2 separate regions of the Mus musculus genome follow, and region 2 is linked to region 1. A link is a contact called in public HiChIP or PLAC-seq data. All regions are on one chromosome and are shown on one strand. The core of a region is the stretch at or near the end of the contact, and the rest is flanking DNA. Distances in the headings are between cores, read along the strand shown. Region 1 has its middle 4.0 kb from the start of Gm42054. Region 2 overlaps Galnt2 (polypeptide N-acetylgalactosaminyltransferase 2).

Region 1 (5,756 bases), core at 983-3,482:
CTCTCAGGACAGTGAGGATGTCTGTTGACCAAACCCCACTGGCCTGCAGGGTTTTGTTATGAATGTTCCAACAGAAGACATAGAGGATGTTTGTAGTGATCACTAGCCTAGAGCCTGGTCTGGCTATGTTGACTCTAAAATTCAACTCTCTTAGATCAGACATTTGCTAAGTCTGGAATTCTGAATAAGTCAGTTCAGAGCATCAGGTGCCTAGACTGGGTCGTGGGCATAAAACTCACAGCACCTGCCATTTATGGCACTCAGGGACACCGAGTACCAAAGGCCACAGCAGCAGTAATCAGGGTTTGACAAGAAAAGCAACCTGGTTCTAAAATGAGCAAGTCAGTGCCAGGCAAGACTGCGTTCTTACCATAAACTGTACCTCCCTAGACAAACCAAAGTGAATATTGTGAAACGCAGAAGTAAAGGCTGTGTCACTTACAGGTATGATCCCCAGTGAGAGCTGGAGTCACTCTTGGTGGACAAGCCTCCTCAGAGCAGGAGTCTGAGCCCAGAGGGCTGCCCACTGGTCTCGACAGTCGGCATTGCATATGGCACCCCCTGGACACAGGCTCCTGTCGCCTTCTATCTAATCCACAACCCAGAGCTTCCAAAGACAACAGCAGCGGAAACCCTGGATAAACAGCAGTGATTTACTAATGCTGGGCAAACATTGGGAAGGGGACCAAAAATAGCGTTGGCCATTGCTCATCCTTCAAGAGGAAGCAGCTTCTCAAATGGCTCCTCTGGCGTTGAGTGTTGGAAGCCGAGTTAACTCTTCCAAACCATCTCTCCGAGGGCTCTAGGGGCACCCGGCAGCAGAGGTGGGCATGAGCCATGTGTTCCCTGAGCTGGGGCAGGAGATTTCGGTCTGAAACAGGCTGGGTTATGAATCTTATATAGAGTTCCCGTGACGCTAGGGCTAGCCTTTGGTCAGTGCACGAAGGCAGGGCTAGCCCTCAGTATTGCAGCTCCGTTTATATTGGTCACTTTTCTTGTCGCTATGATCAAACCCCTGAGGAAGGTAACTTGAGGAAGGGAGGTTATATCCGGACTCCCAGTTTGAGAGGACACAGTCAATCATGGGGGTGAAGGTATGGTGGAGGGCTTGAGGCAGTTGGCCCCATTGCATCTACGATCAAGAAGCAGAAAATGATTGCTGATGCTCACCCTTACAGACATGCCCACAGGTAGTTACCATGGTGATCCTAAACCTTCGTAGAGTCGGCAATGAATATTAACCACCACACTGCCTGTTAGCTGGGAATCAGCAAAGCCCAGCTTCTCTCTGGGCTCTGCCAGGCAGGACCAGCAGCCAGATGTGGAAGCTGAGCCTCTGCTTGCTTGCCTGGGATACAGGCTTCCCTGGGATCTGTGTATCCGCTGACTACATCCTGGCAGGTAATGGGTGAACTGGCACATTTATAAAGCCTCAAGATGCTGAGCATGGCGGCTCGGGTCTGAAATCCTAGCGCTCTAGAAGCTGATGCAGGAGGCTTATGAGTTTGAAATCAGCCTGTCCTTAAAAGGGGGAAAGAAGCTAGGCTGTGGTGGCACACACCTTTAATCCCAGCACTTGGGAGGCAAAGGTAGGTGGATCTCTGAGTTCGAGGCCAGCCTGGTCTACAGAATGAGGTCCAGGACAGCCAGGGCTACACAGAGGAAACCTGTTTATAACTGTAATGTCCCTTTACACTCATGTTGCTCTCACATCACTCCCAATAAATAATTCACCACAGGTCTGAAGAGTATATGTAGTCAAAAGATGGGGTGCAAGGAAGCAGACACTCTACAGAGAGGACCACAGCATTCGCTTCTGCAAGGATCGTGACAGGGTCTGTGTGGGCAGACCGCCACCAGGATCCCACTGTCCATGGCTTCTCTCATTTTTGGCAATGACATTTCAGACACTGCGTGGAAGGCAGATATTTCTGGGGGAGGCTTGATCATGGCACTTGACCTTTGGGAGAAATGTAAGAAATCAGGAGCTAGAACGAGGAGGAGAAATTCTTCAAGCTCGATCCCCCCCCCCCCTGCCTGCTAGAGAATAACACAAGGGCTCGGTGTCGGCTTCAAGCGCAGAGATTTAGTACAAATTCACTATTTCCTTCCTCGGCTTCCGGTTCGGTTAGTCATGGGGAGGTCTGAGTTTTCCTTTCCCAGAACCCTGGCCCAGAGCTTGCCTTGGCATTTCATCACAACTCCCTCTGAAAAGCCTCTTGTGTTTCTGTGAGGGTGAGCGCTGGAAAATGGCTCCTGCCCAAAGTGACTCAGGGCTCCTGGGACAACTGGCGAGGATTGGTCCTGACATATTTCCCAGCTGCAGATGAGAGAGCAGGGTCAAGGCCTAGTAGAGGCAGCTCCAGCTCTCACACCTGAGGCTGGATGTGGGAGGTCAGAGGTCGCAGGTCGCAAGGAAAGAAAGCTCAGAACCACCCCTGGCTCCCAGCGGCTGTCTGTCACTCAGCCGCTCAGGCTCCAAGGGTACATGGACGAGCAACAGGACTTAGACATGCTGCCTCTATGGGATGGCTGCTTCCTTCCATGGATGCGACTACAGAAGAACCACTAGAGCGAGGAGACCATGTCTGGCCGGGCCCAGCTCCCCACAGCTTCACTCCTGAGGACCTAGGGAGACTTGGACCCTACACTACTTCTTTCTTAACCCTGCTCTGAGGACTTGTGGGGCAACGAGAACTGGCTCCATCTTTCACATGGACCAGTACCATCTATATCCCATCTATGTAGTATTTGGGGTTCCTGCTGTTCCTGTTTTTTGAGATAGTCTTATGTAGTCCAGGCTGGCCTCGAACTCACTATGAAGCTAAAGATGACCTTGAACGGCTGGTCTTCCTGCCTCCACCCCCTCAGTGCTTGGTTAACGAGCATGGACCCCCACTTCTGGTTCATCCATTTATTCTTGAACAGCTTGTCATAGAAACACCATGCTGGGCCCTGTGCCAGGTCCCACTCTAAAAACCATTTGTATATCACTCCATTTTACTCTCTGAGAAGCCTGAGAGAGGGTTGTCATAAGGCCAGCATTGCTCTCCCATCTGCCGGATGAGGGAGAGAGAGTCTAAGGCTCAAAGGGATCCCCTTCTTAAGGGTGTGACTAGGACAGGACCAGGGTAGCCAGACCCACACCTGGGCCTCTGTGTGCCACGTCACTGTGGTCTTCCTGTACAGATACTATAGGCAATGGCAGCTTGCGTCTCTTCCTGAGAGTCTGTGTGCATTTGCTCTGGTCTGGTTGTCTGGGGCTTCATGTACTGTCATCTAACCCCCACCCCCCACCCCTCCAGTGAGGTTCTAAGAGGTAGAGATTCCATCTGGGAGCTGATCAGAACAAAAGGCTTCCTGGTTGGGGAACACTACTGAATCCAAGTGGCTCAGAAGAGGGAGCAAGACCCAGACATACACCTGAGTGCTTCCTGTCTCCTACCCTGTGACACTTTACACTGTCTTGGGGACTCTGCTGGCAAAAGCCACCTCCACATTCATCGCTTCAACCCTGACCCCTGGAAGCACGCACAAAGTGGACATGTTTTCTTTATGACTCTCCTATGCGGAGATGATATTGCTGGCAACAGAACGCAGACAAACATAACACTTATAAATATGCCCACATGTACAGATGGTGTACTACCTATAATATAAATCTATAGTCTTTCTTTAGATAAATAGCACTTAAACTTTCTTGCATCATGTACAGAAACATTCTTTCTACAGATACTCATATGCAGCTATGTTTCTCTTTTATTTATTTTTAAATTTTGTGTGTGTGTGTATTTGTGTATGGGCACACATGCATCACATATATGTGGACATCAGAGGACAACTTGTGGAAGTCAGTTCTCGACTTCCATCACAAGGCTCAGATCATGAGACTCAGTTGCAAGCACCCTCACCTGATGAGCGTCTCACTGGCCCTGCCATTAAATGGCTGCCTAGTGCATCCCATCATAAAAGCAGTAGTTTGGAAACTGTCCTGACATGAGACTGGGCTGTTCCCGTTGCTTTATATTTAAATTGCGTGGCATTCCAATACTGAAGCAACTGTCCTCTCAGATATAGCTCTTCACCATGAGGGTTGTGACAGGCAGGGAGGCCACCTCAGTGGGATTCACAGTCTAGTCCCTAAAACTTTCCCTGTATTGTGTTATGTGGCAAGAAAGACTCTAGAGGTGGAATCAAAGTTATGGACCTGAAGCAAAGATTATCACAGACTGTCCGGATGTAATTGCTGGAGTCTGGGCTGCAACCTGGGTGTTGCACCTTCATATGATGAACGGTCTCCTAGGTGATAGAGTTGAGGTGTTAGATTATGAAGGCCCCATGAAAGAGATTGATGCAGGTGTGGCTATACATTGTAATTCTGGCACTTGGGAGAACTTGAGGCTCTCCTGAGTTACATAGTAAATTTCAGGCCAGCCTTGGTTATGGTGTGAGACCTCAAAAAAAAAAAAAAAAGAGGGAGTGAGGGAAAGGGGAAGGGAGAAAGAGAGAGAGAGAGAGAGAGAGAGAGAGAGAGAGAGAGAGAGAGAGAGGAGGGACGGGGAAAGGGATAGAGGACAGGCCTTCCTTCATGCAGCTAGGCTGGGACCAGGAAGCAGATGGAAGATGAGGAGACGAACATGCATGAGGGACATAAAGAGAGGCAGACAAAGCTGACACAAGGCAGGAAGGAGATGGTGCAGCGTGCGGTGCTGCCAAGAGCAGAGCAGCCTTAGGCAGATCTCCAGGCCACTCAGCTTTGATGCAAGGAGCCCCACAGGTGCAGCATCTGAGCTGGAGATAAGAAGTACTCTCACTTTGGCTTTACCCTGAGCTCCAGCCACAGTCTGCCATGAGGAGCTGTACAGAGCTAAGGTCGGAGGGAGAGGGCACCTGGTGGAGGATCCAGGTGGCACAGAGCACGTGTACCGGCTGACTCTGTTTCTGTGTCCCCACAGAGCAAGTGTGCTGGCTGACTCTGTTGCTAGTCTCCTCACAGAGCATGTATGGCGGTTGATTCTGTCGTGTGTGTCCTCCAAGTCCCATTTACAGACAACACCATTCTCACAGCCTCACTTTAGGTATCATAAAATGGGAATAAAAATTATGAGTATCTAAGGATGAGGAACACACACACAGATATGTATATGTATATGTATATGTATATGTATATGTATATGTATATGTATGCACCTTGGGCTTATTAGTAACATGTATTCATATATGCACACATGTGCATGCATGGACACACATTTGCAGCACATACATGCTTCCATTATATCCTTCACTCAGAGGAGGTTGTTCTAAAGTGACCATCGCTGTAATTTCAGGACTGATTAAAATGTATCTGAGAATTCACCCATTTCCATTCAGCCATTAATGGGAAATGAAACCCAGGCCAGCAAGGACTACAGTTTCTTCTGTCCCGGCATGGTGTGCTTTTTGCCCACACAGGAGATGCCACGCCCCTCAGAGGGCCAGGGCACAAGTGCACCTGAGCACTGGCCCCATGTCATGTGCATTAGCGCAGTGCGAAGGCTCTCCCAACAGCTCCTGCAGCCTCGCTTCTCAGTGGACGGAGTATTCAAGTGATGAATATGGACTCCAGGAGAAATGTTACCGAGGTGAGTAAAGGTTATAGACGCAAGACCTTTTCTGTCTTGGAGAGAACCAGGACGGATTACTATAATTTACCTCTCCTCGGGGCAGCAAATGGGAGGCAGAACAAAGTCTTTTAAAAGAACCACTTAAGGTAATTT
Region 2 (5,724 bases), core at 2,451-4,950, 98 kb before region 1:
AGACGTCTAGACTACGCTCTAGGGAGACAGTGCAGGACAATCTCTGCAGGACTCCAATGAGGACCACAGCAGCCATGTGCTGAGCACAGCACTGTCGTAGTGGCTGAGTCATGGGACCAGGGCTCCTGGGAAATCTCTACGGTCTGGGCCCTCTGAGCTTCTAATATGTCAAAGGGCATATTAATCCTACTGATGGTACACCAGGAACTCACAGGGGACTGCCGTGGAGCCAGCCTGCAGAGCAAGACATAAGTTCTGGTGGAATTTATCCCACCCATCTGGGCAAGCAATCGGCTGTCATTTATCAACATTAAATCAAACTAAACAACAGCCCCACAGCCCCACAACTTAATGCACGTTCCGCCCACTTAAATCCGATTGCTGTGAACGAAAAGTGTTTCTGTGCATAACCCAAACAGGAGGCCTCCCATGGGCCCAGCCCTGTGGAAGCCCACTTCCTGCAGATGGGGATCCTGGCAGTAGGCACCTTCCCTGGTGGCCCGGCCTGCTTTCCATGTAGCCAAACTCTCTGGACTGGGCTGGCTGTGTGTGCTTTGCTATGTGCTGTGCTGGATCAGAGAAAGATTTCCTCCTGGTGTCACTTGCTCTGACCATAATCTGCATTTACGGGAAGCCATCCTGTTCTCGGCGCCTCCTCTCTCTGTAGCCTTTCCTTCCTCTCCTGGCTTCTGCAGTATAGTGATATGGCTGGTTTATCATGGGAGGGGTGTACAAAGGGGTGGGTGGGAGAAGTGTGCAGAGGGGGAGGGGTGGGGGAATGCTAACGATGGACACTGACCCACTTGCTCCAAACCACCTAGCCAACGCGTCTCAGCCTCCCCAGACTCCCAGCGCTCCTGCCTCCACGCAGTGACAAATGTTTGAGCACGCATCTGGACCCTATTTACAATTTCTCGCAGCCAGAAGATTCTAAAACGATCCTTGTAATCAGCTCTTCTGATTATTGCGTTATAAATAAACTTCCAACCCACCATTGGTGATGACTGTACAGTGACCCTATAAACACAGCAGACGGTGGCTTTGCAACGGAGGGAATGATGCTAAAAACTAAAACAGCCCACTCCGGCCCGGCAGGCTGCACGGTGCTATCTTTTAATTAAGAGCCCACTTCTATTTCATAGCTGGTTTGTTAAATTTTCTGACTAATAATACTCCCAAACACACACACACACCAGGGCTTTCGACCTCTCAAACACTCTGGCTCCCGGACCAGCTATTTCACCTTGAACGAGACGGAACGCTGAGGTAGTCTCCGGAGCTGGTGGCTCCAATCGAGCCCTAGTCTGTGGCAGTCACAGAATCAACATAGCCAGGTCAACTCAGCATTTCTCTCACAACACAAATTTCTTCCCACACAACCTGAGCCTGAGTCTGGGGTGCTAGGCAGGGTCAGTGATAACAGGGTCTCACTACTCACTGGGCTTTAAAACTGGGAGGCTAGGCGAGCTGCTGTGAGCCCGTGGCTGCCATTGGTGGCCTTTCACAGCAGCATGTAGCATTCAAGACCCCCAGGTCCTCTGTGGTCCCAGGAACTGTCTCGAATCCCTTTGTGTGGTGCCCTCAAGTGTGTGGCGAACATCTAAGAATGCTGTTCACACGCTCCGTTCTCACCGGCCCCGCCATCCCGTGATCGATTGGAGGCTCCTGCATCTACAGACCTTAGCAATCCATCTAGACCAGACCAGCAGTCCTGTTGAGAATGCCCTAATGTTCCAGGTGGTGAAGCCCCGTGCTCAGAGCCCACGGGTCCAGGCTGGGGACCAGGCACTGTGCTTCTCCTGCTATGAGGAAGGAAGACGGAGTCTGCCTAGTGACAGGTCTGTGCTCGTGGGGCGGAGGCAATAAACACATGGCTTCTGCCATGTTTGTAACAGGCATAAAAATACTCCTCTGGAAGAAGGGAGAAAATAAACAGGCAGTTTGAAATCTTCCCTTTTGAAACACATCTTGTCGATGTTAAATCCTTTTAGCTACTAGACCATATGGTCAGGCACAGAACAAGTCCCCAAAATACTCCTGAATGTCGGGTTCCTCAATGTCACCTGTCAGCGTCATTTAGAGACTGTTCAGTAATTATCACCGGGGCTGAGCAGAACAGTAGCACTTGCGTTTATAAAAAGCCAGGTCGCCAGATTCTGAAAGAGGCTTACTCAGACTTGGAGCTCATCTCAAAACTCAGACGCCCAAACCCACTAAGGTACCACTCAGCCCAAAGCCAGGCTCGCGGAGCAGAACAGCTCCCAGCTACAGACCACCCTCTTACAGCCAGGTATTTCCACCAAGGGACCCAGAGGGACGCAGGGACTGCTGGCTATTTCTGAGTCCTTGGAGTAGGTGGTTCTACCATGGTGGAGCAGAAGAAACCCCACATGTTCCCCCAGACAGAGCTCCCCCAAATGACAGGACTCTGTAGACAGGGCTCACCAGACAGAGCAAGGCACCTCCTGCTCACTGTGTCAGAGCCTCATTTTCCCTGCTGGCTGCTCTTATTGTGACCAATACCCAACAAGCAGCCACGTAAGGGAAAAGGACTGACTCTGGCTCACGGTTTTAGCGGATACGGCCCGTCACCCAGGAGAGGTGTGGCTGGGGCAGCCTGTGGCCGTGGGAGATGAGAACAGCAGACTGGGGAGCAGACATAGGGCAGAAAGGCTGGGTCACAGCCCCCAGGCCTGCACTGTGGAGATATACCTCATCATCTCCTAAAATTCTTACAAACCTCCCAAAGGAGCGCACCAAACCACCCACCCAACCGGACGACGTGCTTCTAATCCACCGAGAAGGGGGCACCCAGTCTGGGAGAGGCCCCCAACCCCCACATGAGGACCACACTACATTACAGGTTTCCTCAACTCGACCTCAGCAACACTGACCCCTCGGCCTCGGAGAGCAACTGGGCTATACTTGTGAGCTCAAGGCCTGATGGGAGCACGGCTTGAAGATGAGGGGTGCTCCTCCCCATCACTGGCTGCTGAGGGGCAGCTTGGCACCACAGGTGTGCCTCACGGATCCATGGATCTCCTCGGAAGCTGTTTGCACACCGTGTGCACAGAGGTAAGCAGTAAATCTTCCTGCCTCACCTTACAGGGGTGGCACTGGGACACGCCTGAAGAACAGGAGGAGCCCGCAACAGACTTCACAGCCCATGCAGAGAGTCAGCCGTTAAGGGAGGAGATGAAAACCCAGTTCTGAGAGGTCCCAGGCAGCCTTGAGAGGGCTGCTCTACCCAGAGATGCTCACTGTACCAAGCAGGTTGTGGAGATCAAGGTTCAGTGAGGTGTGAGTTAATGTGCTCTGTATACACTCGTTGACCACAAGTCACAGGCACACTACGACAAAGGTCATCTGTGCTTTTATTTCACTATGTGTGCTCATGGGACAGTATCAGGAGCACTCAACCCTCTGGAGCACTGTAGCTGGTGCTCCACCATGGAACCTTTCACTCACACACACACACACACACACACACACACACAACCATCAAAAAGCATTCTGTCCAAATGCTCTCAGCCACACACAAGAGTGATGGCTGCCAGAGACCCAGTCCACCAGGAGCAGTCCCCTAGGGCTCCTGAGACTCAGTAGGGAAGATCTCTGTCACCTCAGGCAACTCTTGACTGCACTACTGGAGGATCAGAGGTGCCACAGGGCCTTGGTGCAATGCCATCTTGCTCCCAGTAGGAGTCTCTGACTACACAGTGCCTTGCTGCAGCCTGGCTTTGTCTGGGCAGATCTGTGGACTGAGTGTGTGACCTTAAAGAGCATCTCCTGGGGAAGGAGGGTCTAGGTGACATGTTAGGAGCCCGGGAGCCTGAGGGCAGGGATTAGAGACTGTGGCCTTATACACTCTGAGCCCAAATATACGCTCCTCAGGAGCCATCACACCTGGGTGTGTCTGGGAGCCATGGGAACCAATTCAGCTTTCGGTCCGGTCCTGTTCTCGGAGGCTGAGGCAGGGGCCTCATGGTAAATCGGTGAAGTCCGTGGGTGAGCTGGGTGTGACCTGGGCATGGCATCCACATCCATTCCCTGCCTATAAATGGAGATCCTGCTTGTGCAGTGGTGCCAACAGCCCTCTCTTGGCCCCAGTTCTGCTTGTGCTGGGCTTCTGGCTCCAGCCGAAGCAGATCCCCTCATATTACAGAAGTGACGCATGTCAAAAGCTTGACTAGAAAATGTCTTCCACATGAAAGGGAGTGGTTTTTAGCAAATGCTTTTCCCTGTGACTCATACCAGTTGATCACATTTTAAAATAAAGTAAAACTTCCGAACAGATGACAGGAAAGCGGTGGAAAGGCTCGGCAGTCAGACAGCACTTCACAGTGTACAGCCAAGGGTGAGGGTGCAGCAGAGAGCAACAGAGCAGGAGATGGGGTCTCCCTGGCTGGTGTGGCCATAGCCTATTCACACCATGCTGCTTCCTGCCCTATTCACTACCAGAAGTTTGTCTGTCCATGTCAGCCTCAAACACTCACAAACAGATCCACTGTATCTTGGATGATCAGGTCCCATGTAGCCACCATGGACCCTGGTGGCCCTTCAGAAGACACCTTCTTCAGTGCATCCAGGGCTTTCCCCATCAGTGTATCTGGATCAGGGGAGCAGAGGGGCCAGCCCAACACAGGTCCTGGAGCAGAACCAGCATCTTCCAGTTGGGGTCCCAGATGAAGGAGCCCCAAATAGCACAGCCTAATCTGCTACCTCCCCATCTGGTCTGCCTTTTACTTAACACAGTCTTCGTTCACAATGCGTTTGTGCTTTTGCTGGCCTCATTTTCCTGATGAGGAAGGCAAGATGAAAAGGTGGTTGCTACAATGTAACAATAGGAGGTGGATCTATCACACCTGATCCAAAGACTGGCCTCCCCAGAGTGCCAACCATCCTGACAAGGCTACCCTGCTCAGTGTTTGCAAGTCCCTGAGGAGAGTGATCAGAACCCCAACCCGCAGCTCTTTCTAGGCCCTGAGATTGGGCTTCACTCCCCCTCCCACATCTACCCAAGGGCTTCTGGAGAGTTTTCACAATGAACTAATGCCAAATAAGGAACACATTCTATGCGTAAATACTACAGTATTACTTATACAAGTAGAGAAGAAACTTAAAATAGTCTCCACTAAGCAGTTAATTTATGTTACAGCCCCTTAAGAGGATATTATGCATTCGTTAAAAATTATAATGATAAAGACCACATCAAATATGCAAAATGCTTATGTTAAGCAGGAGACCAAATTTTATGTACACAATAAAACAACTATCTAAAAATACCCATCCATATGGACCAGCCTGGAACGAGACACGGGGAAGCTCATGCTGGCTGAGAGTGCTGGGTGCTGTTTCCACTTCTCCAACTCTTTCATGTTCTTAAATTATTCTCATGAATAATTTTTAAACCCAGCACAAATATGTTATGGGTAGAATCATAAATCTACATGGCTCTCAGCATCACTGATGCAGCAGACGATCTGGCCAGGCCTGGCCTACGGTTGCCAACTGTGCCTGGCTAGAGAGCTATTTGCAGAAATGCTGTAGGTCTGGTCTACTCCTCAGGTGTAGTCCACACAATAGGCCAGACTCCAAAGGTCCCCAGGAATTCAGGTGAGTACCCAGAGACACCCCTGCAGTCTAGACTTGAGCAATGCTGGGTCTGTCTCTATGTCTTTTTGGTAAACACCACTTTTCATACTAAATCTATTTTCTTTAAAA

Evidence for each region. HiChIP or PLAC-seq counts read pairs in DNA pulled down with a chosen protein or histone mark.
Region 2: an H3K27ac HiChIP or PLAC-seq map of embryonic fibroblasts shows a contact between it and region 1, with 21 read pairs. The contact joins two enhancer-like sites. A contact is called at or near these places in 2 of 39 promoter capture datasets (the HPC-7 cell line and liver), 1 of 15 datasets of contacts at CTCF or cohesin (the NIH/3T3 cell line), 11 of 484 Hi-C or Micro-C datasets (the C2C12 cell line, DN2 thymocytes, adipose-derived mesenchymal stem cells and 7 more), 6 of 115 datasets of contacts at active chromatin or transcription factors (embryonic fibroblasts, embryonic stem cells, fibro-adipogenic progenitors and 1 more) and 3 of 9 other capture datasets (adipose tissue, embryonic stem cells and pancreatic islet).

The regions. Positions count from the first base shown.
Region 1 is chr8:124,189,652-124,195,407 of GRCm38.p6, reverse strand. No RefSeq gene overlaps it. Among named protein-coding and RNA genes, the nearest start is that of Gm42054, 4.0 kb to the left of the region's middle. Within about 2 kb of position 2,232, at least 71 of the 459 cell types and tissues checked have an H3K27ac peak or open chromatin away from gene starts, as enhancers often do. A contact at or near this core is called in the C2C12 cell line, brown adipocytes, embryonic fibroblasts and 2 more, where this site is marked.
Region 2 is chr8:124,289,472-124,295,195 of GRCm38.p6, reverse strand. All of the region lies in intron 1 of Galnt2 (polypeptide N-acetylgalactosaminyltransferase 2), which reads right to left. Among named protein-coding and RNA genes, the nearest start is that of Galnt2, 61 kb to the right of the region's middle. Within about 2 kb of position 3,700, at least 69 of the 459 cell types and tissues checked have an H3K27ac peak or open chromatin away from gene starts, as enhancers often do. A contact at or near this core is called in the C2C12 cell line, brown adipocytes, embryonic fibroblasts and 2 more, where this site is marked.